Linked DNA regions of Gossypium hirsutum: region 2 is linked to region 1. A link is a contact called in public Hi-C data. All regions are on one chromosome and are shown on one strand. The core of a region is the stretch at or near the end of the contact, and the rest is flanking DNA. Distances in the headings are between cores, read along the strand shown. Region 1 holds the start of LOC121211246. Region 2 holds the start of LOC107962890 (zinc-finger homeodomain protein 5).

What was found. Hi-C and Micro-C count contacts between places; a contact is called where the count stands out from the background.
Region 2: a contact with region 1 is called in a Hi-C map of leaf, with 2.2 times the contacts expected there. The contact joins the promoter of LOC107962890 here to the promoter of LOC121211246 in region 1. A contact is called at or near these places in 2 of 34 Hi-C or Micro-C datasets (both in leaf).

Annotation. Positions count from the first base shown.
Region 1 is chrA01:24,109,931-24,112,630 of Gossypium_hirsutum_v2.1, forward strand. LOC121211246 reads right to left here and starts at 1,414. Exons shown (of 2, transcript XM_041083833.1): 1 at 949-1,414; 2 at 492-778. The coding sequence starts at 1,414. The coding sequence ends at 492. LOC107943868 (glucose-induced degradation protein 8 homolog) reads right to left here and starts at 1,527. Exons shown (of 10, transcript XM_041098102.1): 1 at 457-1,527; 2 at 1-54.
Region 2 is chrA01:24,970,199-24,972,898 of Gossypium_hirsutum_v2.1, forward strand. It overlaps LOC107962890 (zinc-finger homeodomain protein 5), which reads right to left and starts at 1,288. Exons shown (of 2, transcript XM_016899442.2): 1 at 984-1,288; 2 at 1-867. The coding sequence starts at 607.

The sequences.
Region 1 (2,700 bases), core at 164-2,663:
AGGAATTCTCCATTGACCAGAAATGAATCAGCTTAGTTTCTACGGCTAACAATGCTGCGAACAACAAAATCAACAGCTTGAAAACTGAGATAGTTTCTACGGCCCTTTGACAACAATGCTCAATCCAGGAAAAAGAAATGATTGAATTACAAAGCCCTTTACAAAATTCTGCTCGAAAAACTAACTACTACCCCTATTCAAGGAAACTAAACCTCATCGGCCATCAATACAGTCTAAGTATCCAAAAAGTAGCAGTAACATAAAGAATAAACCATATCCCAAAAACTATCTTCTGTGCAAATTAACCCTGTTAGTATAAACAATTCATTCAAGATTCTAACAACGACTAGTGAGAAACAAGCAAAATTTCATATAAAAATGATGCCTTCGTGTACAAAAAATTACACACAACAACATATTCACCAAAATTTAAACAAAGTTTGCTTTAAAATTTACTCAATTCTCTCGTCATGAAGAGGGAAACACGTCTTTCACAGCCGATGCTGCAGACAATTCGGCGCCCCTTTGAATGTACTCCCTACAAAGAATGAAAACGGAGTCGGAAATAGGTTCCTCCTCAAATCCTGCGCTTCCTTTAGCGGTTTTCCATTGAGACGATTCGATAACCGAATCACGTCTTTCGTGCAACTCTCCACTTCATCGGCTATTCCTTCTAAATCCTCGTCGCTGGAGGGAGTCTTCGAGCCAGTTGACTTCCGCGACAAGATATGGTTTCCTACGTAGGATGTTGGTGACGCGGAACCGTTCTTGGCCTTCACTGTTAGACATTATAACAGATACGTGAAAAATATCTATCTTCATTCAATTCTTTCTTTAGTCGTTTACATGCTATTTAATACACAGAGATAGCTGCTAACTAACCTTAACAGCTAACACCAAACTAACTACTTTTTAACTAACTTTAGTGTTACAAGTGATACTCATAACATTCACAAATGAGAAAGAAGCGGTCGTCGACGAGGCGTTCGTGCTTGAAAATCTCTCCGACGAAGCCGACGTCAAAGGTGCCACCGACGGGATCAGAGTAAATAACGCCAAAGGGGAGGTCGGTGTGGAGGAGCGTGTGCATCATAATGCGGTAACGGAACTCGAAGATCTGGAGGGGGAGAACAGCGCCGGGGAAGAGAACTAAGGGGAGAGGAAATAGAGGGATCTGTACGGATTCATCTGATTGGGGAGGATACGGGTGGCGTTTCTCCGGGAAAGAGGAAGCGAAGCATCGGAGGGAGCCGAGCCTATGGAACCTGGGGGATTGGAAGAGCGAAGAAGAGTTGGAAAATGGCTTGAAATTAGGGTTTAAAAGATAAGGACCGACAGCGTTGGGGCTTATCGAAGGTTGGTGAGTGAGCGAAGAAGAAGATGAATGGGATGGGATTAGCCGAGGGAGGGCCATTCACCAGAGATCAGAAGCTGTTCGAAGTATTGCGTACATGAAGATAAATAAATAACAATATTCTGAAAAATAGTACTACTCGCTAGTTAGAATTTTGAGAACAGATAAAAATTGATTTTTTTAATGATAAAAATAATTTAATTTAAATACAAAGTATATTATACGTTAAAATGGGCCGAATTTGAAAAAAGAAATTGGCCCTTTAAAAATATTTAAGGTTTTAGGTAGAGAATATTTAGAGAAATATATTAATTTTGGGAAGAAAAATAGAAAACGCATTTTTGTAAAGTTTGTTTTTTAATTTTTTGACACATTAAATTTTTTTAGTTAAATAGTTAAATATTAATAGTTTTGTCATTAAATATCGGATTTGGTTCCTCATTTGTTCTTTTTTTTTATTTCATGCTCTTGTTGTTTCAAGTTTTATTTTTTATTTTTAATTATAAAAATAATTATTTGATCTTTGCATAAAAGAGTTATTATTTAAAAAGACAATTAAACAACTGAAAATTAATATAATTATTAATTAAAAATAAAAAAATTAAAACAACATGAAATAAAAAATAAAATATGCTCAAAAGAGGAATTGAACTTAGGATTCAAAGATAAAATCACTATTAATTAACCATTTAACCAAATGAGCTAATTTATTAAAAATAGAAATTAAAAATAAAAGAAAAGCTTGAAAGAAATGAAATAAAAATAGAAATGTGAGTAGGAGAGAAATTAAACCTAAGATTTGAAGACAAACCCACTAACTTTTAACTATTTGACCAAAAGAGTTAATATGTCAAAAAGTTAGATAGTTAAATGTAAGTGATTTTAGTCTTTTGAGTCTCAGCTTCAATTTCTCTCCTACTCATATTTATATTTTTATTTCATGTTGTTTCAATTTTTTTATTTTTAATTAATGTTTTTAATTAATAAATATATTTGTTTTCAAGTTTTTTTTATTTTTAATTAATCACTCTTTTATTTATAAAATAAAATAATTATTGTCAATTATATAATAAAAATTATATTTACTAAAAATAATGATATTTGGTAATAATTATGTGATTTTATAAAAAAGTTATTAATTAAAAAGATAAATTGAAAATAAAAAACTTGAAAATAATATCTTTATTAATTAACAAAAAAGAGCTTGAAACAACATGAAATAAAAAAATATCAATGCGCTTAGAAGAGAAAGCGAACATGAGACTCAATGATAAAAACACTATTAATTAACTATTTAACCAAATGAGGTAATATGTTAAAAATAATAATTAAAAAAAAGTAAAACT
Region 2 (2,700 bases), core at 38-2,537, 860 kb after region 1:
CCGGATTAGACTGATACATGTTAAGATCCTCGCTTGAAGACTCGGTGCCACCGCCAACAAACGCTACATTCATTGGTGTAACCATTGCACTGGGTGGACTTGTATACTTTTGATGGTGATGGTGGTGGTGGTGCAGCATGGTTGGAGAGGGCAATGGTGGAGGCAACTGAAGAGGGTTAAGCATCAAGCTTCTCCTACCCCCGAATTGTTGGGTCTCTCCATCAACCTCTTTGCGGTGGAAGTTGCGGTGGCAGTCACAGGCTGCACATTTCAACGCTTCCAGTGTTCCTTCTTCTCCACTAGGCATGAACTCACCGCACCCATCGTAAACGTTTCCGCCGATGCTGGCAGCGTGGTTCTTCAGACACTCTCGATACCTAACGACACCCGCCAATGGCTTCGTGTTAGAACTGACTGAAATGGGTGCAACACTGGCGCCGGCGATTCGATCCGGGTTCGGAGATCTTCCAACATGGCCAAGTGACTGTTGCCTTTGGGGACGATGAACTTGGTCTAGGGTTTGAGTGCAAGTGAGAACCGCAGCACCATTATGATCCCCATCTCGCACTGGCGTTTTAATATCATGTTCTTCACCTCTAACTTCCATAGTTTAACAACTAATTATCGACTAAACACAAAATAAAGAGCCTAAAATGAAGCTCACTATTCAACTATTCACCTAACTCGGAAAACTTTGAAACGTTATCAAAAGAGATGACGGTGATGATGATGATGATGCAAGAAGCTTATCTAGGTTAGATATCTTATTGTTTTCCCTTTCCCCTATATTCCTCCCGATATTTAGCATTATCCAGCCAAAATCCATCGACCCATACCGCTAATTTCAACCGTTACAACATCTGTAAGCTGAGATAAAGAAGAAAGAGAGAGAGAAAGAGAGAGAGAGAGAGAGATGAAATCAATATCTTGAGAAAGAACAAACAAAAGACATTAAAGTTGAAATGGGACCAAAAGTCACAGACCTAAAAAAGAGATGACCAGCAAACGGCAGAAACTGCAAGTGGGCAGCAGCTTTTAAGGCTTTAAGACACCATGAAAGAAAAGAGATGGATCTGGGGTATGAGTTTTAGGGTTAAAGATCTGGATTTGCTTCTGTGCCCCCAACAAGCCAACTACATATCCAACAAGCGACAGCTTGGTTGCTTATGTTGAAGCCGAGGGAAAGATAAAAAAAAAATGAAAAAATTAAAAGAGTCAATGTTTAGAGACAAGAGAGAGAAAGAGAGAGTTTGGTTTGTGTTAAAAACAAAAACAGAAAGAGAGAGATTCTGACGAGATTAAAGGAGTCTTTCTCTGTACAAAACAACCGACAACGTCATGTTCATCCCTATCCCACGCCCTGCCACATTCGGGTCCCACTTACTCTTCATTATTGCCCTTCCGGTTTTAAAACAAAAATCTACGACTAATGTATATGCCCTATTTTTCTTTTTAAAATATGTATATATGTTTTTTATAGGTGGGTTTTACTTTAATTAATTTGTTGATTTTAGTTTTAATTTTATCTATTTTTAATTTATTTTTAATATAATGAATTGATTTTACATGTAATAAGTTGATATTTATGATTATTGGGACCTTAATTGTATTATAGTCGCTACACTTAAAAAAACCCAAAAATTTACTAATTCAACTTGTGTGGAAAAAAAATGATAAATTAAATAAAAATAAAAGTTAGTTGTATTAAAGTAGTTATAATTTGTGAATTAAAAAAAAACTTAAATTGAACAGAAATTAATTAATTAATATATTTGGGGTAAGGTCTACTTTCCTCCACTTCTAATAACTGGTGTTGGAATCAGATTAGTGTAATTTTAGAGTTAAAAAAGATTCCAAAATCTACCCACTTGAGCTACCTCCCTCAAATGAGCAAACAGATAGATAAAGTACAGTGACTCCCCTTGATGCGACATAACTTTGCTTCCTCCATAATCCTTCCCCGAAACCTCAACTTTTCTTAATAAAACAGGTTTCCAGAAACTAATAAACACTCCATTACAAGTTAAAAAAGAAAGATCTTTTAAACATGCTGGTAGGGGTGAAAAGTTAAAAAACTGTGGGGATGGTCCACAGGGAGAGTTGTTGTCCTGTTCGTGCTGAGCCCTGAGACTAGTGTGTGTATGAAAATATATGGATTTGAATGATCAAAAGAGCTTAAGGTGCGCATTTCTGCAAACTGTCTGGCAACGACCACGCTTGCCCCCAAGCAAGGTCTTTGCCTTTCCGTGATGCAATCGATGCCTTTTATTTGTCTCTCTGCACTTTTCCACGTTGTATTGCTTTGGTACTTGCTTCCTCACTGTTCATATTATTTTTATATATTTTGGGTGCAGTACAGCTTCAACCATTGGCTATTTCCAACTCCAGAATCCTTCCTTACCACTTTTATCATATTTTTGTTTTATCACCTCAGCTCCTTTACCACTCTGAAAATTTTCCCATTTGCTTCATACTTCATATCATCAATTTCCCAATTCAATCACTTCCCTGTTTCTATATCTACGTCTTCTCTTGTCACTGTCGATAATCCTAATCATCGTTACTTGTATACAAATAAATTAATGATTTTGAATCATAATTCACATTTTCATTTTTCAGTAATTTGTTTTATTTGGGAAAAAAAATTCATAACTTGAATTTTTATTTAAAACTATAACGATTTGAAATACATTTTATCCT